Regions from separate parts of the Zea mays genome. Here region 2 is linked to region 1. The links are chromatin contacts, called in public Hi-C maps. All regions are on one chromosome and are shown on one strand. Each heading gives the region's core, a stretch centred on a gene start, on an enhancer-like site or on the middle of the called end of the contact. The rest is flanking DNA. Distances are from core to core; before and after follow the strand shown. Region 1 holds the start of LOC111591143 (a long non-coding RNA gene). Region 2 has its middle 5.5 kb from the start of LOC100277263.

Region 1 (7,715 bases), core at 3,323-5,822:
ACCCATCCCAAATTGCTCTAAGCCAAGCACGCTTAACTTGGATGTTCTTTCGAGATAGGCTTCCGAAAAAAGATGCACCTTGTTGATATAATTACTCTATTAATTCTATTAAGCCTTGGGCCAGGACATCCCATCCCAGGGGTCAGGATATCACAATCCACCCCCCTTAGGTGACCGACGTCCTCGTCTGTTAACCCCAATCCATGAACCTCCCCTCTTAGTCACGTTTGTGTGTCTAGTGTCGTCATATGCCATGCATGTGACCACTCTGGGCCCACATGTGCCATGTGTTATATACCCAAACCGCCTAACCCACACACGCCCGTGAAACTTCGAGGGTCGGCTCTGATACCACTTGTAACACCCCGTTCAATCCCTGGACCGGCGGAACTTACTCCTGGTAGCTCTCTAGGATCATATATCGTCCCCACAGACCAACACGAGTCTTTTGTGCGCACTTTATCCTCACTCATGCGCACCCGAGAAAAATTCCCGGTCGGTCACTCATCCTAAATTGCTCCAAACCTAGCACGCTTAACTTGAAGGTTCTTTCGAGCTAGGCTTCCGAAAAAGAAGATACACCTTGTTGATATGATTATTCTATTAATTCTATTAAGCCTTGGGACAGGACATCTCATCCCAGGGGCCAGGATATCACACTTTTAGAATTGGATTTAAGTTTAATTTTCAAATTCAAATGAAATGGAGTCTAAACCACTTCAAAAAAATTCTAGAGAATCAGAATAAACCTTAGAAACATTTTAGCAAAGTTTGGACACACATTTCAAGGTGACGATTTTTATACAAAAAAAAAGATTGCTCCCTTTCTCTATTTGGGAAAATACGGGATCACATGTTTTAAAAAGAAAATTTTCATTTTATCTCCAAAACTCTTGGCATGTGTTTTGTAAAATCATAGTGGCTTTGTACATTACAAAAGTAGGGTGTTGCATGTATTCTACAAAAATATAGTGCCAACGTGAAATTTACAACTTCAGGTTGCTATTTCGCGAGAGAGAGAGAGAAAACACCTTTTTTTTCTTTTCTTTTCATCATCCCAAACTTGATTTCGGCTCAATTGACAATCTATTTCGTTTTCAGTTTTGTAGCCTCTCTCTTCAACAGGCCAAGAGGCCAAGCCAACACAGCTTCTAGATGGGCTGGTTTTTCTCTACCTTGCCTATGGGCCTTCAAGGACCAATTTTCCTCCAGCCTGGTTACCTGAACCAAAGCGTCCAAATCCGATATCGTATATAGAGATCGGGGGATCAGGCATCATCGTGCTTAGATAGCACCGATTAAACTTTGGTGAGGTTTTGCTGGTGATCGCAACCATACTGAGCATGTGATCATGTGGGGGAATGGACGGCTGCGAGCCGATTCAGCTATTGCTAGGAAGAGCAAGAGATGACGCATCCATTGACGGCAGTTGAGCATACGTACGGTGGCTCCTACACGAGGCGTAGTACGAAGCACGGTGGTCAGGCGGTCGACAGCTTCTCGCCGACCGTCTGAAGACTGAAGTACGTAAGACGTGACTCACCCGAGCAAGCAGTAGCCGTTAAAAACCAGCGCATGGCGTGTCGGCTGCCCAATGTTTTCAAATTCTAGACATGCCCAGGGGCGGATCCGCGGCCGGGGCTGCCTGGGCTGCAGCCCCGGTCGCGGCCCAGTAAATACAGGTACAGTGAATGAAGGAAAAGGCCTAGACGCTCAGCCCAGTCGCTCTCGCTCGCCCTACTCGCCCAGCCGCTGCCTGCCCGCCGGCCGCCGCTCGCCCAGCCGAAAGCTGCTGCCTCCCCACCGGTCGCCGCTCGCTCAGCCGGAAGCCGCTGTCTATCCGGTGCCCGCCGTCGCTCGCCCAGGCCCAGTCGCAGAGCCGTTGCGTGCCCGCCGTCGCTCGCCCAGCTGCTGCCGCCACCGCTCGCCCAGTCTAGGTCCAGCCGCTGCCCCGCCCAGCCGCTCGCGGCTCGTCCAAGTGTCCGCCACCGCTCACTCAGTCTACCTTCAGTTCTTGTTCTTGATACACGGGTGCTCAGTTCCTTCAGTTCTTGTTCTTGATATACGGGTGCTCAGTTCATGATACATGGGTGCTAACTGCCTGCTAGACGTGTTATCATTGCTTATGTGGTTTCTACGTGCAGGGGTACAAATTTTGCAAGCTGCTTTAATTTATCTGCAATCAGCAAGGGCATTTGAGTAAGAACTGCCCTGAGAACAAACATGGCATCTATCCAAAGGTATCATGATACTCATGCATTCTCAATTCTTATGATACTGTGAATGGGCATGGCTTCGATTATGCAGCAATAATTTATGGGAAACAAATATGACATGCGCTCATGTCTAACATGAAGTGTTTTTGGTTAATTATTATTCTTTTTAGTTGCCTAAAATGGAGAAAAAAGAAGCTTGTATTGCCTCTACCACTCGTCACTGGAAGTCAGCCCCCTCTTTAACTCATTTCTAGATCCGCCACTGGACATGCCAACATCCAAACATGCTATATATACCGTACAACATACATAGACGGCATTCCCTCTTTCAAAATGTCCTATATATGCTAGTATTTAGGGCCTGTTTAGTCCAGGGACTAAAGTGTAGCTAGTGGACTAAAGTTTAGTCTCTAACATATTTGGCTATAGAGAATAAAAATATTCAGAGCACGTTAAATTAATCATAAGGAGATCAAAATACACCTTAGCATTTTCCCACAATTAGTGCAACTGAAATAAACGAGAGCCAAAAAAGTGAAATTAATATGGTTTAGTTTCTTTTAGTTATCCTTTGAGGGACTAGATACTAAAACAGTTTAGTCTTAACGTTTGATAATTTAGAAACTAAATGAGACTAAAATAAAGAGACTAATTTTTAGTCGCTCAAACCAAACGAAGCCTTAGCTGGGAAAGATATGTGTGTTACCCTAAATAGGAACCATTGTCATCCGTCACCGGTACAGAGTATCGGTGTCAACGACGACGTTATGCAAGGAAGAAGAAGCGCTCGGCGGCGGCGACATCACGAGTAGCGCTTGGGGAAGGCCAGGAACGTATAGTGTGTTTGGTTTGAGGGATAGAGTGATCCATCTTCTTCTTACTCCTCATTTTTTTATTTGGTTTGTGGAATAGAATGAGTTGATCCATCACCACCTCATTCCTCATAAGCTAATAATTAGTATATAGATGAGGAGTGAGTTGATTTTACCAAAATTGATGGAATGAACTTATGATGCATCATCTTATAAAGTATAAAGTGACTCCACAAACCAAACACACTAGTAGAATAGACTGTAATTGGTGGATGACAACCAAACAACAAGTATCGAATTAATTAATACAACCTCAATTATTCACTCCGATCCAATCTGAAATTACCCAAACAAACCCGTAATCCGTTTGCTTTACGTTTTCGTTTATCGTTGAACCAAACACCATCACTGTCCACTTCCACCCCATGCATCGCGCGTCGATTAGGAGGGGGCATACCTACACCTGCAGTAGAGCGACTACTATACCCTGTGACGGTACACACTACACATGGCAACAGGCAAGGCAACGCACCGTCCTTTTTTTTTCTTGAAAGGTCTCAAGACCATATGCTATGCATCTCCCATTGCTGACATGCATATGCATAGAATGGGAGGAGAGAGTACTGGCACGTATTATATGCGGACACGTAGCTGATCGGCGGCAGTACGTACGTGCAGTGCCATATATATCCAAGTCACGCTAGCTGATTGTCAGACCAACGTGGAGTGTCTCCTCTCGTTGAAGCAGCGCACGTACCCAAACCATGTAGTATGCTGTATGTATGCATGCATACACCAATCCGGCAACCGCGTACGGACCATTACCGAAGGCCAGGCCGACAACAAGCCAGTAGCCACTAGCCAAGGGCATGTATAGTGAGTGCGACGATGATATGATATCGCCGGATGACCCGGATCGATACGCATCTCTTCTTTTTTACCTAGGTTTTTGTGCAGAGGAGATCGGTCATCGACGAGAGCCCACCACTGCACAATAATCTATCGCTGCAGACGTAGCTAAATATCTCGGCCCTTCGCCGGGCCACTACTCGCATGGCGTTGGATGCGGTGGTGGGCCGGCCGCGGGTTTCCCGGCGTTTGGTAAGCTAGTACGGCTCTCGCCGTCCGAATCAGCGCTGCGTGTTCGATGTCGGGACGGGACGGGACAGCGCACGCCGCGGAGTCCGTCCGTCCGTCCCCCGCTCGTGCAAGCGCCGCGCGTGGGCCTGCCTGCCCTCTGCAGTTCGCTCGCCGGTCGGTGGGGCGGAAAATGGCAAACCTTGAACCGTCGGTCTGACGGCACAGTTCAGGCTTTCAGCTGGGCGGGCCGTTGAAGTTGGGTTTTTTGGTTTTTTTTATAATTTTTTATTCGTGAGATTGGGTTTAAAACAAGTCAAAAACAGATATAAAACCAGGATACAGATATACGGAAACAGATATAAAAACATGATACAAACATAAATGCACCGCACCATATATGGTGTGTTCCTAGCCGCCGTCCAAGCAACAATACGACCATGCAGTCTCAGTGGTGCGGGCGTGGGCCTCGTCACGTGGGGTAGGCACGCAACACGCAAAGGTGAAAGGGTAGATTGGGCTGCAAGGTGGGCCAACCATCAAGTGTGGTACTGGGCTGTTTGATTATTGGGCTCAGCCTAGATTTTTTAAATACGGTGTTTTGGATAGGATTAAACGGGTTGGGATTTTGGGATCTCTATCATCTTACTCATCTTTATTCCCAGATTCAAACTCCACTCTGTACAAAACAGTGTTTTGAATAACCATATGGATAAACTTCTGGACACGGTATCACAAGAAAGCTCTTAGCAAACAAGCTGCCTAAATAATCGTTCAGGCGGTAGAACTAAATAATAATCATTCTTGTTCGCCCTCTCGTCCGTCCTAAGACGATAGTGCTCGATCACCTGGTATGCAATGCAACCCGACCGGGGCCAGGCCGAGCGGCCGGTGGCGGTGGCGGTGGGGGAAGAAAAAAAAAAGGGACGTCAGCCCGTGCAGCCGAGCGCAGAGGACGGGCGGTGATCTACTGTGAAAGGCAGATATGCTACTATCGAGAGCCATGATGGCCTGGGTTTGGGGGCGACAGGCCGGCCGCCCAACCTCTGCACTCCGCGGTGCACCGTCACCACTACTATTTTGAGTGCCTGCCTGCCTGGTGGTACGTTGCTGGAGTGCTGTGGGGACCAGGGGGAAGGTAACCTTTAGCATCGTCGTTGGTTTCTCCGACGCGCCAGAATCAGACTGGGCCAGCGCGGCAGCGGCACTGCGTTTCCCGGGCCTCTGACGACGCGTGCACCGACCGTCCTCGATACGCACCGCTGGTGCCTGGTGGTCCGCCTCCGGATCCGGACCGCCTTGCAACGGTGCTCGCCAGGCCGGTGGAATCCAGCCCGTTACTCTACTCTATCCTTGGTGGATGATCTTATTTCATGATAACTAGTTCACTTTTATTATGTTCCCTGTGAAAATTAGAGCTTGGGATAACCAGATCACGTGCAAAGAAACGTCGATGGCCTCGCTCGTACCCAAAGTCACCGAAACATCCTTGAACTGCCAAATACGAAAAGCATAATTCTGGCCTACAATTGCAAGTACGTGATTAATCGCTTGTACGTACTTATTAATAGATAACAAAAGATTGGAAGATTTTCATTTTAATGACAGGGCACATATAAAGATAACCTTCTACGTACATTTTAGTGGTAGCAATCAGGACCTTCACCGAGTATCGTAATGTCAGGGAAAAAATTAGCTAGGTCTCTGTAGAAAGATTTCTAGGTAAAATCTAGGGATTCAACCACTGGCAATCACTTGTGCGGGTTCTACGTGACGCATAAAATGCACGCATATTCAGTCTTGATGAGTTTAGCAAAGCATGCATATGGAGCCTAGCGTGTATGCATATGGTTTACATTAGATATGTACACATGTTACTTTAATGAAATACACTATTGCTTTATGTAAAACATGCATGCTGTGAATTTCATTACTTTTCTTAATAGTGACCAGAACTTCGAGGCAGAATTACAATACAGGTGGAAAAATACTAGCCGCATAAAAAAATACTACTACCCAGCGTATGGGTCCCGAATATAATGCATCGTTATTGTCACTCCTGCGCAAGCCCCAAATAAAGTACGCCACCGCCGTCGGCCGGTCTAGCCGCTCTGTCTACTAGCCCAAAGCATGCTGCATATGCCTATTATATAGACCTGACCAACAAGTTCATTATAGTTTAAGTTAACTTGTCCTTTTTTTGGAAGGAACTTGTCCTTTTTCCCGGTAAACTGAGCACACCATCGCATATTTAGGGTTGTTTGGTTTTAGTGACTAATTTTTAGTTCCTCTATTTTATTCCACTTTAGTTACTAAATTATTAAATACGGAAACTAAAATAGAGTACTAGTTTCCATATTTAGTAATTTATGGAATAAAGTGAAATAAAGGACTAAAAATTAGTCCTCAGTAACCAAACACTCCCTTAGAAAATATTCGAAAAAATCACATTATTGCATGTTCATCGTCTGTAGTGTTACAGCTAGCTAGTGAGCTAGAAAGACTAACTGCGCGCATGCATGTTCATCGTGCAGACCTACAGATTAATGCATGGGCCGTTCACTGTGCGAGCGAGCTGAAAAAGCGAGGTGCTATGGACCAATGCAATTGACGCACACACCGCGCACCGCACACTCTCTAGTCTCTAGAAACACACGTACGTGGAGCGTGGACGGCAGGTTTGGTATCGATTTGGCCTCGCAAGTTTGAATAACGCCACGCCACCACCTCGTGACGCCTGTACAACAAGGTTTGGTATACAAACTGTCCGGAGTTGAACGGCGACGGAGAAGTCCATGCATGCACCATGCACGCGCAACTGGCCGGTAGGCTGCAGGACAGTACTACTAGGGCGCCATGCATCCTGTGCTACTATTCGCTGGAGAGCTCATCTCGTTGTGCTAGCTGTCGTTGTCCAAATGCAAAACGTGCTTAGGCATGTAATTTTAATTTCACACCGAATTGGAACGAACATCCTTTTTTTCGTAACAGGAGTACATCAGTACTTCCTAACACTCTAACAGGTGCACTCAAGTGTATGGTTGTTCTTTTCTCTACAGTTTAAGTATTTGTGTGGCCGCCTAACTTATAACAAGTGTCATGCTTTTGTTCCGGATAAATAAGCTATATATGAACCAACGACAGGAGCTACGGCGTAGTAGGGAAACTGTGCGTGTAACAAACAGCTCCCGACGGGAAAACAATAAGGAGAAAAAGTAACAGATTTAAAATATGATTTACCTTTTTTATATACATGTAGTAAACTTTGCTCTCCACTATGAGGACTCCCTCATATGCTCTACTTAAATAACGTTTATAGGTTGTGAGTTATAAAAAACATGTTGTAGATTGTGAGCCGTAAAAAAAAGCTGAAAGACGATTGGTTGAATTGATTGTGGCTATGGAAGTAGCGGACAAGTGGGCTCGTGGCTATCAGTTGGGGCGATGAGAAAGAACGGAACAATATTTTCCACTTATCGATGGCAGGTGGGTAATATTTGTAAAGTTCTTTAACCCCTAGTGAAAATAGGTCCAGACGTGCTTCCATTTCTACACTACAAAGAAGCCGGCTTTGAAAAAAAAAACTCCTAACTAGAACATGGCCTTTGAT
Region 2 (7,715 bases), core at 3,857-6,356, 190 kb before region 1:
CGGAGGAGCGATGGAGCTTGGCGGAGGGACAGCTGTCGGAGCGGTTGAGTCCTTGCTGACGTCCTCTTGCTTCCGTAAGGGGGCTGAGAGCCACCGTCGTCACAGAGCATGCGGGGCGCCATCATTGCCTATCTGGCGGAGCGAGCCAGATGGGACGCCGGTCTTATTCCCTACGGCCCGAGTCAGCTCGGGGTAGGGTGATAATGGCGCCTCCTGTTGACGTGGCTGGTCTGCGCCCTAGGTTGGGCGATGCGGAAGCTCCTTCGAGGCCGAGGTCGAGTCCGAGCCCCCGGGTCGGGCGAGGCGGAGATTGCCGGCTGGTGCTGGGGCGGAGTCCGAGCCCTGGGGTCGGGCGAAGTGGAGTTCGTCGTCTTCTGGGGCCGAGCCCAAGTCCGAGCCCTAGGTCGGGCGAGGCGGAGATCGTCGTCTTCTGGGGCCGAGCCCAAGTCCGAGCCCTAGGTCGGGCGAGGCGGAGATCGTCGTCTTCTGGGGCCGAGCCCAAGTCCGAGCCCTGGGCAAGGCGGAGATCGCCGTCTTCCGGGACTTAGCCCGAGTCCGAGCCCTGGGTCGGGCGGAGTTCGCCGTCTTCCGGGACTTAGCCCGAGTCCGAGCCCTGGGTCGGGCGGAGTTCGCCGTCTTCCGGGACTTAGCCCGAGTCCGAGCCCTGGGTCGGGCGGAGTTCGCCGTCTTCCGGGACTTAGCCCGAGTCCGAGCCCTGGGTCGGGCGGAGTTCGCCGTCTTCCGGGACTTAGCCCGAGTCCGAGCCATGGGTCGGGCGGAGTTCGCCGTCTTCCGGGACTTAGCCCGAGTCCGAGCCCTGGGTCGGGCGGAGCGGAGTTTCCTATGGTGCCTTCGGCAGGGCCTGACTGCCTGTCAGTCTTACTATGTCAAGTGGCACTGCAGTCGGAGTGGCGCAGGCGGCGCTGCCCTTCTGTCGGGCCGGTCAGTGGAGCGGCGAAGTGACGGCGGTCACTTCGGCTCTGCCGGCTGGGGGGCGCGCGTCAGGATAAGGGTGTCAGGCCACCTTTGCATTAAATGCTCCTGCGACTTGGTCGGTCGGTGCGGCGATTTGGTCAGGGTTGCTTCTTAGCGAAGGCAGGGCCTCGGGCGAGCCGGGAATATGTTCGCCGCTGAAGGGGGGCCTCGGGCGAGACGGAAATCCTCCAGGGTCGGCTGCCCTTGTCCGAGGCTAGGCTCGGGCGAGGCGTGATCGTGTCCCTCGAATGGACTGATCCCTGACTTAATCGCACCCATCAGGCCTTTGCAGCTTTTGTGCTGATGGGGGTTACCAGCTGAGAATTAGGAGCCTTGAGGGTACCCCTAATTATGGTCCCCGACAGTAGCCCCCGAGCCTCGAAGGGAGTGTTTGCACTCGCTTGGAGGCTTTCGTCGCACTTTTCTGTAGGGGGACCAGCTTTTCTCGGTTGGGTTTTGTTCCGGTGGGTGCGCGCGAGCGCACCCGCCGGGTGTAGCCCCCGAGGCCTCGGAGGAGTGGTTTCACTCCTTCGAGGTCTTAATGCCTCACGTAGTGCTTCGGCTGGTCTGATCATTCCCTCATGCGAGCTGGCCGTAGCCCAGGTGTACGGTCGGGTCCCAAGTTCTCGGGCTGGTATGTTGACGCTGTCAACGGTTCGGCCGGAGCCGGGTTTGCGAGAGCAGCCCCCGAGCCTCTGCACAGAGCGAGAGGGCGGTCAGGGGTAGACTCGGCTTTTTTACATACGCCCCTGCGTCGCCTTTCCGCAAGGAGGAGGGGGGAAAGCGCCATGTTGCCCTCGATGGGCGTCGAACATGGTGTCTCCGATGAGCTGCAAGCGGGTAATCCGAGTGGACGTCCGTGCCCCGTTCGTTAGGGGTTGGCTAGGGGCCTAGAGGCACGCCCAAAAGTACCTGCGGGTGTTCTGCCAGACCCGGTCCCCTGGCGACGGTCCAGTGTCCGGCTGAGTAGACCAGTGGACCGGGATCCCCCTGGTAGAAACCGGTTCAACCGGTTTGAAAACCGGTTCAACCGGTTTTTACCCACTTTCTCCCAACGGCTGCCAGCTTTTGGGGGGGTCCTTTATATACCCCTTCACACTCTCTCTCTCATTTACTTCTGCCTCTCCCACGAATCTTTGGCTGACCAACCCTCAAACAAGAGCATTCACTTCACCTCTCACACCCGCAATCGCATCTCCTTCAATCATTTGAAGGACCCTTGGTGTGAGGTGAACTCGATCGAACTCGCTGTCAATTTCATCTCGAATCTCCCATTCTTTTGTTCTTGAGCTCGTTGCAAACTTAACCGTGTGCGGATTTGTTACTCTTGGAACCTCGTGTTCCTTGACGGTTAGAGGTTGCTTGGGAGTCTCCAAATTTGTGGACGACCCCAAGAAGTTTGTATCACCCGCTCCTTGAGCAGATTTGAGAAGAGATTGCCTTGACCTTTGTGGTCGGTTTGTGGAGGATTAGGGTTGGAAAAGACCCGGCCCTTTGTGGGTTCCTCAACGAGGAGTAGGACACCTTTGTGGTGGTTGCCGAACCTCGGGTTATATCGCGTGTTCTTGTGTGTTCTTGTTAAGCACTTCATATTCGGTGGTTGATTCATATTATTCATTTAAGTAGTTCTTGTGTAGGGCAAATCTTTAACTATTTTCTTTACTACTTCGCATTTGTTCAATAGATTATTAAATTTAAGTTGAGTGGGTTCAAACTTGTTCAGTTGTGATTAAAATCGACTGAACCGGTTTGCACCTGTGCAACTTTAATTTAACCTATTTCGAAGTTTTTAGTGAAAATTTTCAGGTGTAGCCTATTCACCCCCCTCTAGGCTACTTTCAGAAATCTTCCTATGAAATACTTAGGGGTGCCAATTGATAAGAAAAAGATTAACAACAATCTTTGGATCCCCATGATTGAGAAGCTGGAAAAAAAGACTAGCTGGGTGGCAGGGTAGATTCCTGAGTCTTGGTGGTAGACTTACTCTTCTTAATAGTTGCCTTTCTAATGTTCCTTTATATATGCTCTCGATTTATCCTGCCCCTAAAACTGTTATCAAAAAAATTGATATGCTTAGGAGGAGGCTTTTGTGGCAGGGGGGTCGTCAGTCCAAGAAATTTCATTTAGCTAATTGGGAGTCAGTGTGCTCTCCCAAAAATCAGGGTGGCTTGGGGGTCTTGAATCTGGAGTTTATGAATGACTCTTTACTTTCTAAATGGATTTGGAATATTGAAAATTCGAAAGGCTTATGGCAAAAAATTATTACCAGTAAATACATTAAGGGAAAACCTCTTATTTTAGTTAAACAAAAACAAAGCGATTCTCATTTCTGGAAAAAAAATCCTGAGTTTACGAGACAATTTTTACAAATACTGTAAAACTGTAGTTGGGAATGGCTTGAAGACTAGTTTTTGGAAAAGTAATTGGATAGGTAATCAACCTCTGTCTTACCAATTTCCTGTTCTTTTTGACTTGGCTTATGATAAAGATGTTTCTGTTAATGAGGTTTTCACTTCGAATTTTGAGTCTCTCACTTTCAGAAGAAGGATTGTGGGTAATTTGAGGTTGTTATTCGATGATTTGATTAATTGTTGTAATCAGTTAATTCTATCTGATCAAGAGGATAAGATTGTGTGGACCTTGGGGAAGAAAGGTTTCTCTGTTCATTCTATGTACAAAAAGAAAATGGAGGATCAAATTTTGATTCCATATAAGTTTTGTGGAAATCTAAATTGCCTCATAAAATCAAGGTTTTCTTCTGGTTAGTGGTAAGAAATAAAATTCTTACTAAGGACAACCTGAAGAAAAGGGGCTGGATTGGTGATTGGAATTGTTGTTTCTGTGGGGTGGATGAATCTATTGATCACCTGTTCTTTCAGTGCCCCATTGCTAAATATATGTGGAGAGTAATTCAAGTTGCCTTGAACTTAAGGTTGATTCCTTTGAACTTAAGGTTGATTCCGACAAGTATAAAAAATATGTATGACAATTGGTTAGGTAAACCAAAAGACAAAATGGCTCATTTAGTGTTGTTTGGTTGTGGTGCTTTATTCTGGGCTATTTGGCGCACAAGAAATGATTGGTGTTTTGGAAAAAGTCATTTACTGGATCCTTCTAACATTATTTTTCTTTGTTGCTTCTGGCTGGACTCGTGGGCTATTCGTGAGAAAGAGGAGCAAAGAATGGTGGTGCTAGGAAGCAAGCTTATCCGAAAGACGGCAAGTGAAGTTTTCGGTAGGGCCTTGGGGTGGTGCCCTCTCGACAGGCGTATTTCTGGGTGATCTGGAGCTGGATCTTGGAAGTCGATGTTGATAGTGTCTGTCTTTTGTTGGCTAGTCTGTTCAGTTCCTATGTGGATTTTGCCTGTCCTGTTGGGGTTGTAAATAAGAAAGTCTTATGTAGTTCATCGTAGGCCAAAACTTTTTGTTGCTATCGTAGGCTCTTCACTGATCCAGTGTGGTAGTGGTTAGAGTCTAGATAGGGTGTTGGCCGTGTTCGATCTTTTGGGTTGCTTTGCCGCACGATGGCGGTTGTTCCAAACTTGCCTATTTTTTTAATGAAATAGGGGGCTTCGCCCCTTCATCAAAAAATATAGAGCAATTTGGTTAATTATTACCGTCTCTAGCTGCTCTTGGATCAGTGTTGATGATTAGGCTTGGCTTCTGGCGAAGACTATCCGGTGGCTTCGCTCGACTTTACAAAGATGTGACCTTTTTCCTGATAAAGCTCAGATCCGCAAGTACTGAGGCTTCGTATCGAGTATTCGTTGATGAATCGTTCGGACGTAGAGTGCAGGTGACGATCAAAGTTCAAACATACCTTCGTGCTTGAGTTTATTGTTTGCCTTTTTCATTTCTCTCTCTCTCTTATTACCATTTTCAAGGTAAAGATGATCCTAAAAACGCATACGAAAAAAAAAAGCAATCAGCTTTAAAATACCGATGACTACGTTTGTCTAACATAAAATCCCCAATAGCAGGAGCGCCCCCCTGGCCGCCGCACATGGGCGCGGGCCTCCCGTGCGACCACGATGGACCCAAACAAACGTGGATCCGGCACCGCGCTATCACCATGGGCGCGCGGGCTCCACGGCGATGGCGATTGCGACGATGTGGTAATCGCGACAAAGCGGCAGGGGCAGGCAGGTTCATGTCCCCGTCCGTAGCGCGCGCGGGCGCGGCACATGGCTGAGAAGCGGCTTGGGCAAGGGAGATCTCCTCACACCGGAGCCGTTGCCATGGAGCACCACCCATTTCGGCCGATCCAAGCAGCAATACTGCAATAGCACTATTTTAGTAGAAAAAGGCAGGCACGAACGGGAGCAAATTGCCGCTTGCGCGGTTGCACCGCCACGGCGCCACTGCCAGCAGGCCCGCGCGATCGACGAGCCGGACCGAGAGTGCAGGCTTGTTGTCAGCAACTCTCTGGACGGACGGGTCGACGCTGCAGGGCTGTGTAGGCGTGTCACGGCCTAGTAGAGAGCCCGCTATTCTATGCGTAGACGTCATCAATGACACGTGGGGATGTTTGCACGCGGCACATGGGGCAGGGATTTTTTGCACGTAGCATATACGTAAGTACTAGTAGCTGCAGTAGAGGTGTAATAAATACGTTCGTACAGTTTTGATTTTGAACACAAGTGAAAACGCAGTGCTCACTGACGCCAGTGAGTACTGTGGGGTGGGGTGGTTGCAGCTCCGCTCCGTCCGGCAGTGGCGTAAATTTCCGAGCTGGTACCGCGTCGTCGTTGGCCACCACATGCGAGCCGCTGGCGTTTGAACTGTTGCCGCACGTGGAAGGGCTAGTGTCACGAGATCAGGATCTGCCCAGTGCTACAACAGTAGAACACTACTACTCCTAAAGCCAAGTTAAAAGGCAGGTTACGGGTTAACTTTTGCCAATTTCTCGTAAAGATTAGCCTTGATGCTGTGGCTAGCTCTAGTACTCCCTACCCTTCCCTTAAACCGTTGTTGACACTCACTGATAGCTAGACGCCTAGACACCCACTTGGATTGACGTGTACAAATCGTAAAAGATTCCATGATGGATCGGTAATGCCTTGCATCGTGATAACCAGCTGACATGCAAGCCCTGTACAAAATCGTACGCGGTGTCGGCAGCCGCACAGTGCGGCGCACCGACACCCTCGAATGCATGGGCCGGGGACTGGGATGGGACGAGCTGCTGCCACGCCCACGCTCCGCTCGTTAGTGCAAGAAGCCAGTAAGCAAACGAAAGGCCTCGTCTGGCACGAGAAAAAAAAAAATACTGTGATTGTTCCTGTCGCATCGACGGTAGCGGCGGCACAATACCTGCCAAATCGCGCTGAAAAGGAATCAACCGACGGCGAAAGGAAAAAATAAAAGAAAGAGTAAGGGCCTGTTCCCAATCCCACGAGATAAACTTTGGCTTCTTGCTAAACTTTAGCCATATCAATTGAAATGTTAAAGTTTACCTCCTTTAGGTGTTTGGACCACCCTGATAAAGTTTAGCACATTAAAATAAAAAGACACTCATACCCCTAATGCTACATCGTCATATTATTGAATGCACAGTTAGAGAAGGGGTTGGAGGGTAAGAGGTGGAAAATGGTCTCTCCAGCCCACATTTAGCTCATTTTAGCACTCTTTGAGCAGCTTATGAGATAATAGGAGCTAAACTTTATCACATCACTATTAGCTCTACTGTTTAGATCACTAAATAGCTAAAAGTAGCTAAAAAGAAGCTGCTAAAATTTATCTCATAGGATTGGAACAGGGCCTAAGCTTGAACACAACGATTTGCAGCGCGACGCGACCCCTTTAGACCCTGTTCGTTTTTATCAAATCTATGGGGATTGAGAGGGATTAAATCCCCTACAAGTCAAAATCCCCCCTCAATACACTCTAATCCCCTCAATCCTCGTAGATTAGGTATGAAACGAACGAAGCCTTACTCAAGTTTACAGTGTCGGCTAGCGCGGGCGCTCCCAACCATGCAACATTCAACCCAACCAGCCGGGATGTACTGTACGTGCAACTCCTGTCTCTCCTGGTGTTGTTTGATCACCCCCGTGGCGTGCTGGTGCTGAACTAGATCAATGGGCAGCGCAACGCGGGTCGCACGTTCGTAAAGCTAGGCTGTGACGCAGCCCTCCGTCTCCGTTGATCAAGGCACGCATCCGGCTGCTTTCCCGGATTTTTAGTTAGTGTCGATCACCTACTTGTCCCGACCCAGCAAACGGATATAACCCAATAACTCCTCGCCTTTTGCCATTATTAAAAGGGGCCACGATTCACGTGCAATGAATCATTGTTCATCCTACGTGTTTTTTCGTATGATATCGTGGAGCATATAGTAGTGCGGCGATACATACGTCTAGCTAGCGAACCCTCTTACTACTCAACTACTCTCAAGTCGTGGTGGGCGCGACGATTTGATCTCCACAAGAGCAACATGATTTCTGTTGGCCCAACCAGCTGTTGCTGTTGGTGACTTTTATTATAGGTTCTTTTATATATATATATCGCGGTTTAGTTTAAAATGAACTAACGGACGACAAATAATAAAAAAACAGAGATAGTATGATACTGCAAGGACATTTGTGTTTCAGATCATGCAATGTTCGGTAGTGCTCGGCTGCACAGTTTTACAGCAGCAGCACCAGCTGTTTGTACAGGTTGTGACCTTCTTCCGGATGAGGAGGTTAAGCTGTCAAATGGGCAGATGGCTGACCTGATACCTTGGTGCCTGCCCAACAC

Evidence for each region. Hi-C and Micro-C count contacts between places; a contact is called where the count stands out from the background.
Region 2: a Hi-C map of ear shows a contact between it and region 1, with 2.1 times the contacts expected there. The contact joins two enhancer-like sites. A contact is called at or near these places in 2 of 25 Hi-C or Micro-C datasets (ear and tassel).

The regions. Positions count from the first base shown.
Region 1 is chr3:218,996,553-219,004,267 of Zm-B73-REFERENCE-NAM-5.0, reverse strand. LOC111591143 (a long non-coding RNA gene) reads left to right here and starts at 1,644. Exons shown (of 2, transcript XR_002750324.2): 1 at 1,644-2,240; 2 at 6,640-7,161. Within about 2 kb of position 4,572, at least 18 of the 20 cell types and tissues checked have an H3K27ac peak or open chromatin away from gene starts, as enhancers often do. A contact at or near this core is called in ear and tassel, where this site is marked.
Region 2 is chr3:219,185,847-219,193,561 of Zm-B73-REFERENCE-NAM-5.0, reverse strand. No RefSeq gene overlaps it. Among protein-coding and RNA genes, the nearest start is that of LOC100277263, 5.5 kb to the left of the region's middle. Within about 2 kb of position 5,106, at least 20 of the 20 cell types and tissues checked have an H3K27ac peak or open chromatin away from gene starts, as enhancers often do. A contact at or near this core is called in ear and tassel, where this site is marked.